2 separate regions of the Zea mays genome follow, and region 1 is linked to region 2. The links are chromatin contacts, called in public Hi-C maps. All regions are on one chromosome and are shown on one strand. Each heading gives the region's core, a stretch centred on a gene start, on an enhancer-like site or on the middle of the called end of the contact. The rest is flanking DNA. Distances are from core to core; before and after follow the strand shown. Region 1 has its middle 30 kb from the start of LOC100193217. Region 2 holds the start of LOC103650437.

Evidence for each region. Hi-C and Micro-C count contacts between places; a contact is called where the count stands out from the background.
Region 1: a contact with region 2 is called in a Hi-C map of ear, with 2.2 times the contacts expected there. The contact joins the enhancer-like site here to the promoter of LOC103650437 in region 2. A contact is called at or near these places in 2 of 25 Hi-C or Micro-C datasets (ear and tassel).

The regions. Positions count from the first base shown.
Region 1 is chr3:100,727,101-100,732,648 of Zm-B73-REFERENCE-NAM-5.0, forward strand. No RefSeq gene overlaps it. Among protein-coding and RNA genes, the nearest start is that of LOC100193217, 30 kb to the right of the region's middle. Within about 2 kb of position 2,176, at least 19 of the 20 cell types and tissues checked have an H3K27ac peak or open chromatin away from gene starts, as enhancers often do. A contact at or near this core is called in ear and tassel, where this site is marked.
Region 2 is chr3:100,262,679-100,268,607 of Zm-B73-REFERENCE-NAM-5.0, forward strand. It overlaps LOC103650437, which reads right to left and starts at 2,292. Exons shown (of 8, transcript XM_008676007.4): 1 at 1,958-2,292; 2 at 1,809-1,814; 3 at 691-966; 4 at 434-539. The coding sequence starts at 874.

The DNA of each region.
Region 1 (5,548 bases), core at 926-3,425, 460 kb after region 2:
GGTGCGCCCACTGCCTGAGGAGGCCCTCAGGCGAGGCGTTAATCCGTCCGGTACTACTGTTCCCGACTTGAACCGTGCTTATCAGTCTTTGCGGTTTGTTCTGAAGATGTTTTCCGGCCAGGTTAAGGAGCATTGGGGTGTCACACCCGGGTTTTAGGGCACCAAGACCCGGGCGCGAACATAATCACCAGGTGTGCTGAGACCAAGTCTCACACATATGATGAATCATGGCACAGGATCGAATGTCACATTTTACTATATAACAGGAGTTCTATACAAAATAAATATTTACATTATAAGGAGACAACGGTCTAGCAACTCAAAGTTGACTGGGAGACGACGGCCTAGATCTCTCACGAACTCATCGCAGCATCCTCCATGCGCCTCATCCTGCGGTACCTATTCTTGACCTGTGGGGGGTGTGAGACAGCAAGAGTGAGCTCACATACGTTCATCGCTCAACAAGTTGTGGGGAATAATGTGCATGAACTCGCCAAAGGTGGGAGCTCACGTGAAGTGTAAGGCTTACCAAAGAGGATGGTTAGAGCTGAGCATTGCTTTTAAAGTTGGATAAAATTTTATTAGCAGTTACTAAGTATAAGTAAATACCGACCCAATTAATTAGTAGAACAAAGTAACAACATCACCCGCAATGCAATGCATATGACAAATTGAATTTAAGTTCCATAATTTAATCATCAGAGAGTCCTGAGCTGCTCATGACCGTGAGCTCGGCTAGTATACCAGTTTTACACTCTACAGAGGTGGTACCCTTTACCCACAAGTCATGTTACCCATCTGCCAAGGGATCGCGACTTCCCATACACCTCTACCGAGGAGGCGAGGCAGGGTAACACTACGAGGCCTTTACAAAGTTCCACTAGCTTCAGAAAACCCGCTACAGTTTATAGGAAGCTCCAATGCAGGGTTCTTGCCTGACCGCCATCGCAGCAAAATCAACCAAGGACCTCCCTACACTGACCACTCCCCTACTGCCCTTGCCCCTTTCGGGTAAGGTAATCCTCCACTAGCTTTCCTAATTAATCAGCCAAGGGCGTCCATAAACCCTTGTGGTGGCACGTGTTTCTCAAGTTAAGCTCTATGTTCCAATTAACATTAATGATCTTGACATGAACAGTAAATAACAACAGATAACAAAAGTATAATCATGAATAATGTGTATCTCAATGCCCAAAACCACATATAGCACTAGCAAGTACTACCCAAAAAGTTCAGTGGTAAACAAGGCATAAAGATAGACAAACTAGGGAACCTATTAGGTCCCTTCAAAATTAACTTATGCAGATCATTATGATTAATTAGAACATGAGTGGGTAAAAGAAGTGATCAAGGGCACAACTTGCCTGGGACTTGAGATTCCAGGTACCAGGATGATCTTCAGGTGACTCGTAACCTCGCGCTAGTCGTAGCAATACAAACAAGCATGGTATAGGCAAAATTAACATCACACCAAACATAATAATAAACCACATAATAATAATTTACGCTGCGTAACAAGATCATAGAAATAAGAACCACTAAATTCGGAGCTACAGTTATGAAGTTATGGTTTTCCGAAGATCAACGTGGTTAAATATAACATAGACTAAGTGCAACATTTTAATCTATATTTCATGACTAAACAAAGTTATAAGATGATAATAAATATTATTGTGAGACTAATGCAACTAGAATGGGTCAAAACTGAGTTACAGTTATTGAGTTATGAATTTCTGGAGTTATTAAGTACATGGTATATATTAATTCAGATGAACAATTTTAATTCATGTTTCATGGCTAAACAGTGTTCCTAGTTGATAGACAATATTAGCACAAAATTATTGCAACTGGAATATACCAAAAAGAAGTTAAAATGAATTTAATATGAATTAAACAAGTTTCTAACATTAATTTAATACCAAAAACCTATTTCCTATATTGATTTATTCCCTTTTATTTGCTGACTGGACTGGGGACACTATTCTTCAGAAGATCAGGGTCTAATCTATAAATTTTAGGACTTAATCGTGATGTTTCTTCACTGGATGTGGACTGCGGGTTGACTTAAGAAAAATGCAGGGGTTCTTTTATAATTTAGCCGTGGCCAAGGGGGTATGCGCCAATCTAATTCAGACCATCGATCCGCAATTCGACGGTCAGATCCAAAGACCGCCAATGCATTTGAACTTCTAATCGGCTCCGTTCACTTCTCATCCAACGACAACCGGCGCTTCTTCTCTCTACCGCTCGATCTCGCATCAGCGATTACTGGTTGTCTTCTAATCAATCTGCAGCCGCATGATGTGGATCGAACGGCAGGAGCTCATCCTCCCCACCTGAATCATCGCACGACAGCTACTGTACCCCGGACGCGGCGGAGCGCCATGACCGGAACTCACGCCCCGACGACCAAGGTACAATTCCTAAACGCATTCGGCCCTAATTGAAACCGAAACAATTATGGAGCAAAGGGTGGGGCCATACCGTGATTTATAGAGGCACGAAATCCCAACGCCGAGCTCCCAGGTTCACGGGCGGACGACGGTGATCCGGTGTAAAATTCGTTGGCACCGGACGCACCTAACCCGACGTCGATGCCGCGGAAGCTATCACCGAGCCGAAGCGAAGCTCCCCGACCGACGACGACCCTCAAACGGCGGTGCTTTCCACTGGCGTCAGACTTCCGCCCACCGCGCCCCGCAATCCGTCCACCAGACTCTCCTCTCCGATGGCTTATGGGTGGTGCTAGGGAACGAGTCAATCGGTCGAGACGGCCCAAGGGTTCTATATATACAGCAATGGCCGAGGCAACGGTATGGCCGAATTCCTCGGCGAATTCTGCGCGGCGGGTATGGAGATCCCCCAACGACCATGGTGAGCTGCACGGGGGAGAAGTCCATCAGACGAGGCGGAGTCCGCGGGGTTGTTGCCCTGTCGCAACGGTCGCAGCGGAATTCACGGGATTCGATACGGGGCTTCGCCGCGTGCGCGAGCCGCCATTGCGAAGAACAGACGAAGGTGACTGCAGACCGAGCGGGCCAGCTGTTCGGTGACCAGGCGAGACGTGTTTGCGGGGCGGCACCGTGTTGAGCGAGCGCGGGAGCTGTGCCTGTGGATCCATATCCATCCTTCGAGCGCTAGCTGCCTGCGGTGCGGAGTCCCTCCGTCCGTCCGTGCCTCCCTCCGATGTCCAGGCGGCCAGCAGAGGAAACGTGAGCAGACAAGCCAGCGTGGGGTAAGGAGGAAGAAGAAAAAAGAAAAAAAAATAGTAAATGGGCCGCGGAGGTAGCTGGGCCAAAGGGAGGTTCGGGTCCGAGAGTGTGTTTTCCTTTTTATTTTTCTCTTCTATTTCAAGGTTCTCGTTTCAGATTCAATTTAAATTCAAAACTCCCAATTCAAATTTCAAATTTCCCACGTGTCGAAATTAATACTACTGAGAATATAACCTCTACTATGTTCAATTTTATTATTTGTTATTTTCCTTGTTATTTATTTGTGGGAGGAATATATGGTTTCATAAATTGTTTTCTTTCTCATTGTCTATTTTATATTTTCATTTGTAATTTGAGGTCAAGTTTAACTTAGGATTCCTTATGGTAATAAAATGTATTACCACCAATTCATATGTATGAGATGCCCACTCTTTCATGTGGTTAATTTAATATTTTTAATTGATTATGATCAGGACTTGCCTACTAAATTCCAAAGGCTTCAAAAATTCTAAAATCTCTATCATAGATATTCTTATTTCTTTGTTTTATTTTTTTATACAAATTTTGGGCCTTACATGGGGGTACCCCTAATTACGGTCCCCGACAAGTACCATGTAAATTGTCATATCTATCGATGATAGCAGGGAGGGGAATGTCTTTATGTCTTTCCCCATTGACTGCAACATATTTCTAATGTAAATCAAGACCATCTGTTGCACATGGGTTTTGCTTTGAGTACTATGGTGATAGTCCTCTGACATTGCGTCAAGGTGTCTCTGCCATAATTCTGCCACATTGTTCGGCTCGCAGTAAACCAGAATTGTTGCAAACAACCTTCGTAGCGCTGATGGCATTTGGTAAAGAGAAGCTTTGTTGAGACACTCATCTATTGTGTCGTTTGCTTCAAGTAGTCCCCTTCTTTGTGCTGCCTCACGAAAAGATGGTAGTATGTCACCATCTACTGTCCTTAAATCTGCAAAGGAGGTAGCACTAGTCATATGGTTTAGGAGAAGCTAAAGATAGAAGCGCTCCCCCTCAGGGCTTGTTCGGTTATTTTCAATCCATATGGATTGGAGGGGATTGATATGGATTGAAGGGGATTTTGACTTACTAGGGATTGAATCCCCCTCAATCCCCCTCAATCCATATGGATTGGGGTAGAACCGAACATGGCCTCAGCTGGTAGAGCAGAGACTATTCTACCAACCTTTCCACCCGTATTTCGTTTCCTCCTTTGCCACACATTGCCCTGCTGCCTAGTGTACCACTCAGGGAAGTCACGGTATAAGATGTTCCGAGCCTCCTCGTGCAGCCTATTCTCCTCAAAATATGTTGTGAGCATTGACCTATCAGCACCATTACGGTTGAGCACTCGCTCGACCATTTGCCGCTCATGAAATGTCACCATGTGCATGTTTGGAAGATGGAGTTGCAGCTGCATCACAAGTGGAGAGATCTGACTTAGCTCAAATCCATATATCCTCCATAAGGCTTCTAGAGGAGTCACCCACCTTGCATCTCTATACTGCTTGATCTCATCTACATCATTTTTTGCCTTGTCTGCATCTCTCATAACAACAGACGCATGATCATGTCCTTTGTATATGTACTTGAACAAGTATTTAACAGCTTTGATGCTCCCACACGCCTCAACATTGATGTGACAGTTGAAGAGGCGAAGGAGGTAAGGGTTGTAAGGGACAACCTATCTATTGTCCAATTCACACCCTCGAACCTTTTCCTTACACCCATCATCACAACGTCTATAAATAGGGTACGAATCCTTCCCTTGCAAGGTTGCTTCACTGTAAGGTCGGGGGTATTGATTCTTGCATGATGCACGACCCTTAGTGCATGGGCAGTTAGGGTTTAGCGAACTACACGGACCATGCATTATATGCTTGATAACCATCTTTCGCAGTTGAGGATACTTGTTGGATGGGATCTCAGCTGAGATCAAAAGGTCGTACTGCTCAGGGCACGTTAGCTTGTACTTCCTCTACATGATGAGTAGAAAATGGGCATGTGGCAAACCTCGCTTCTGAAACTCCACGACATAGACGTAGGCACAAACCTTACCAAGAATATCATGTTTAGTCAGCCTATGCTTTAACTCCTGTAGTTTTGCATGAAAGACACGCACTACAAGATCTGGACGATCCTGTGGTGTCTGCTCAGGGAGGAGCTCCCTCCTTATCTCATCCCAGTTGGGGTTACATGTCATGGTAAGAAATATGTCTGGTTTACCAAACTTCTGCACCATAGCCATAACATCCATATACCGATGTCTCATGTCACGAGGACCGCCAATAAACAACAGAGACAACACAGTTCGT
Region 2 (5,929 bases), core at 1,042-3,541:
CACTTTAGGTGCCGCAGCTCTAGGCTGATGGCGACGGCCATGACCCCCCAGCTTTGCACCTCTCACTCACCTCAACAACTCTCAGATCTTGTATTTTGCTCGCTTGATTTTAAGAGCAGTATGCATCCAATGTCAGGAGTCTAACAATGAGGATCTATCACATCTGATCAACTACCTACGCTAGTAAGCAACACCACATAATGAACAATTTGTAAGTCGCTACTTAACTACTGAAAATCGTATTAGAGAGTCAATTTGTACTAAACATAAGCAATAGATATGACATCCCTCACATTGCTCCACAAACTATAGTCACTTATCATTTATATCTTAAACTTCTAAAAGATATTTTATGTGTTGAAACTAAAAGGAAGTAATGTGCCTATTAAGCATGGAGCAAAACAAAGAAACATGTACTATTAAGTGTGCATACCAATCATAGTCATTTCTTTCACCATCAGTATTAAGTAAATCACGATTTTCTCCGCGTGCAGCAATGTTGACACCAATCTTTGAATCTCGAAAATATCTCAACTTTGCTGATAAAAAGGCCCAGAAATAAAGAACAGACAGTACATATCAGTTAAGTGTTCGAGAGAAAAATATGAGTTAAATCACAAAGTTCACACTAGGAAGTACAATGTTACAAGAACGGGGACAGATTACAGCGATAATATTTATGAGCCTTACAGATGGATTCATCAAAATCCTCTGTTGCTTCCAGTAAGAAGTTATCCCTCTCATATTTCTGCATATCCTTGAACAACGTGAGTTCATCATCCTTCGATTTAGCAGGCAGAATACTGACAAAACTATGCCCCCTTGCGTGGCAAACTTCTTTCAGAGATCTCCTAGGTGATGGTGAGGGAGGCATCTTTAGAGTCTATTAGTCTTGCAAAGGGAGTGTAGCTATGCTGGTTCTTTTTCAGATACCAAGCTGAGTCCATAATAGTCCATTTGAAGTATCTGCAAATAGGCTTTTGTTAGTAAAGATTAAAGAACACAAACATAAAATGCTCCAAAATTCAAAAGGCATTCGACACATATCCTTGTCAAATATACGAAGAGAGTTGCTGACACAGCGAACAGAGGGCAAGAAATGGAAAGTAATAAAAGAACTCTTAAGTTGTGAACCATGCATTGCCCAAAGTAACCAAGCGATCTCACCACCACACAAAATTACCCAATACCTCATGCTGACATAGGTACTACCTTCCTAGAAAGCAAACAGACAGGATGAACATAAAAAAAGGCCCCCGAAAGGACCCTCAAAACTTGAAGTGTATCGTATAATTGTTGCACTCCAAAGCCCAATTCATCACATTCTGGACGAAAAGTTCCACCCCATCAAGAGAAAACAGCAACCCAGAGGCATGTCTCCAAAAAATGTGTCGGGAAAACAAACCAGACCAACACCACACCACTGGAAAAGCTCACATTCAAGCTCATCATTTCGCAATACACAAACACCATTAGCCGCATCTGGTGGATCAAACAGTGAGATGATCTAAATGAACTACTAACCTCACAATTCAAGAAACCCTTAAAAAGGGAAAAAGAAAGAATTACACACTTCACTCAACCACACTCTAGGATCCAATATTAATCTACCGCAATAGCAAAACTCAAACGCCAATAACGTCCCCTAAGATTTCTGACTATAAACCCTCGAGAATTGAGTAAAAAAACTGAACCCGGAAAAATTGTTAGAAAATGAACTTCAGATTGGGGACGAATGAGACACCAATGTGCCATTGTGGAACCTAATTTCATTCTTGCGCACCGGAGGAGAGGAAGAAGAACCTCACCAGGTCCTGAACGGATAGACACCAAGCAGCAGGCTTATCCACAGCACAACGTGTGGGGAAGAAGCAAGATTCAGTTCGCCTGGCGACAAAGAAACAAAAGCTCCTAGGACGGAATCCGTCCAAGCAAAGCCCGGCCAGGAATCACTTACCAACAGAGGAAGAAACCAATCCACCCACTCCCGGGTGGATCTCTCCGCATTCCAATGGGCGGGCGGGAGGAGGAGCTTGCCTGCGGTGGCTACTTGCTGGGGGTCCGCGCCCTAGCGCCGCCGCCGAAACGGGTTGCCCGTCGCCGACTTGCTTGCTCTTTCCAGGGTCCAGGCTAATGTTCCTCCCCTCCCTATGCGTCAGCTACGGGTTTTGCAGGTTCGCCTCGTTTTACTTGTAGGCAGTAGGCACCCAAGCTAAACAGTCTTTTGATGTCCATTACAGGTCATCATCGGAGCCATGAGGGGCCTTCTCACGTGTTCAACCATGCAGCAACTCTGCAACTGCGCGCCTGAATGCCTGATTTTCATATCAGAAACTTATTACTGCAACTCAGTTAATGATCATTTTAAGATTACTACAACTCAATTAATAATCATTTTACTGTAGGAGATGTAGGGGTGTTCAGTTTCCGTGACAAGTTTGTCACATTGGGTTTTGAATACAAATTATTAAATATAATATTATTTAAAAATTTTAATTACACAGACTAAACGACAGTAACACGAATTTATCAAGTCTAATTAATTCATTATTAGCAAATGTTTATCATACCATCACATGGGTGAATTATGAACTAATTGATTATAATAAGTGTGTTTTGTTGTTTATTCATTTATGTGTAACTAGTTTTATAATTAGACTATATTTATTACTTCTAATTAGTATTGAAATATATGTGACGGAGTTAAAATTTAGTGACTAGATCTAAACACATCATGATTCATGCATGTAGCCCCTCTCCATAGCCCCTCTCCATAGGTCTTTGCCTCATATGAACCGTCGATAGATATGTTAGGTGTGTTTGGTAGAGCTCTAACAGCTCCACTCTCAGCGATAATTACTCCCATCCATCTAAAAAAATCTACTTCTGCCGCTCCCAACGTGCTCCACTCTCCACCCCTTAGGAATCACTTCACACACTATTTGCCAAACATTTTTTTCGTCGGATAAATTCACTTCTCGTAGAGAATCATTCAGAATCACTCTATCGAATAACCAACTACTGGAGCTAGAGAATCATAAAGCGGAGTTGTATCAAACGAACCCTTAGGGCTCATTTGGTAGAGCTTAGAGTTTAGGTTTTTCTTCGGTACATACCTCTAATCAAATTGATTGGATTTAATTTCTAGGTAAATTCTAGGCAATATTATTTAACATGCAAGGTTTTCAACCAAACAGACATTGTGTATAGAGGGTCTTAACATTATTATGCATCTAAATGAAAAGTAGGGATGGAACTCTTGCTTATTTTGTATTAATAAGTTTTGTGCCCTTGTTAAGCAATGTGGTTTAAGTGGTCTTGGTTACGGTGGACATACTTATACTTAAACAAGTGTTTCGGAAAAACTGGAAGAAAAAGATGTTAAGAGGTATAAGGCTAGAAAATATTCTAAGGTTTTAACTTTTCCCAACTTAATTAAGACCTTCCTTAATTATGTATCCTATGTTCCTGACCATGGTCTAGACAAGTTTTATACGGAGTAGAGATGTTCCTAACACATCCGAATTGTATCACAAATCTAATATTTTAGCATAGATATACATAGAATTTAAAGTTAATTTTCGGCAATGTTATTAAGAATATTATAAAGTATTTAAATAAATTTTTTTATATTTTTTATGTACATTATTTTCTCCTTACAACAAAAAAGGTAAAAAAACATCCGAATCCGTATTCGGATAGACATCCGAATTTTATATGAATTATTTAAAAAGATATAGAATGAATTTAATGTTTATTTTTTGTGAAGATTAATAATCTCAATGTTAAAAACAAGAATATAAATTTACATAGCAAATTATATATGTTAGTTGTTCACAATCGAAGAAAGAAGACAAAAAAAATAGCATCCGAATAAATATCCGGATCCATCCTTAATACGGAGTAAGGTGACTTTCTTTTTTTGCAAGTTTTTATGATACTATTTTTATGATGCATGTATGATGGCCTAGGCGTCCTCTCATCAAATATAGAGATGCTATTAAAGTATCCCGCCTATTATAGTAATAGCATGTGTGGCATACTTAAATAGCCACCTAGCTACCAACCTATACTTTTAAGGCTTCACGTCCTAGGTCTATCTTTATCGTCCCGACAATCTAACCAACATTTGGTTTCTAAGCAAATTTTATTTTTGAAAAGATTGGTAATTATGTGTTATTGACTTCTCCGAAATGGTAATTTGCCCTGATACCAGCTGTGGCGGAACTGGCCAGATTATTCCAGCTTAAATGCCTAAGTCTCGCCTTGGAGGCAATAACACACTTCGGAATAAACTGTCACTCTGTTGGATCTAGTCCGATAAAACCACTTTCACCACATCGAAATACCAATTGCTCACTCGAAGGTGAGGCAGAGAGAAATACATTAAAGCATAATACCACAAATTTAAAGAAGTACTTAAGTGTTATTACAGCATGGGAGTTTTAAAATAGTAAACCATATTTCTTAGTGCAGCGGAAATAAACTAACGAAGATACTAAGTAACATGACGACGCCTAGCCAAGTCACTCATCATGATCCTCTCCCGTAGAGGCAACATCCCACTCGACCATCCAACCTAATGGTAGGGTGGAAGGCCAAATCACACCATCAACCATATTTTGTAAGATACCTAAAAATTTTAGTGCCGCAAGCAAGGCTGAGTATACTAATACTCAGCTAGACTTACTCGATGTGATGAGTCTACTCCTCTACCTCTAGACCATGAAGCTATTCGGATGAGAGGTTTGGTTTGGCAAAAGCACTAGCTAAGTCTAAGTCAATTTTTAGCTTTTCAATTTCTAGAACAATATTCTATACTAGATGAGCGCCTAACTATCCGCACATGGTAACAATCATTAAGTAACCTCATTTCCACTTATTATTCAATGCAGTACAATGGATCAAGCAATCTCATTATCTACAAGAAGCAGACGATTCGAATCGAGTTTTTAACCATGCAATGTAAACCTAAACACGAAATGCAGGGCACTCTGTTCCCGCACATATCAACCATCCCCATCGATTCTCTGGCAACAAATTGAAGCTCACTCCTTGGATACAATGCCCCATTGTCCCAGACTCCGCCCTGCAGTGACTGACGTTGTACCCACCATATCCGAAATGGGAGACCAATTCTCAGAACACATGAGGGAGCCATCCGCGTGTAGGTTCACTCAGGTACTAGGTTTACCGATTTATCGTATTTCTCGGCATGTTCTTAGTACTTTTCAAATGCTTGACATAGGTATCCGCACGTTAACCTTATTCCAATCATGTTTCATAGACATGGCATCCCCTAGGGATCCGAGTCCACATACAATCATAATCTATATTGTCGAAATGAATACAACTAAATTCCTAGCCTCACGCGAATGCTAGAAAAATCACTCGACTTCTATCGAGATCCCTACTTAGCATAGCAGTTACTCAACCTAGCGTACTAGTATTCATCTTATAAAGGAATCAAGTTCATGCATCAAGGGTTTCAAACAACTCCTACACGTAAGTGCACAATACAAACCTACAAATATAATTGCAGTAAAATAGCATATATAATGGTTATGCATAAAATCGGGGCTTGCTTTCAGGTGTTGGTGCTGCTAGAATGTCCTCAACAATGAGGTCGGGAGCAGGCTCCTAACTTCCCTCTAGATCAACCACTTACTCCGGAATCAGCAAGTACTCTCCATCGGCGAGATTGCAATCTATCGAATGCAATGCATGAGATATATTATGATATGCAAAATGCTTATTGATGATGCAAGATTACATTGGACCTAGGCTACTTAGCATTAAGCAGGAGTGCACTATTAGAGTAGGTTTTCCATAGGAATTGGTACTTAGGGATTCAGCTTAAGGTTTGACCTTAGGAGGTTGATTAAGACTTAATTAATTAACTTAAAGGTTTGAGCTTAGTTCTAGATAG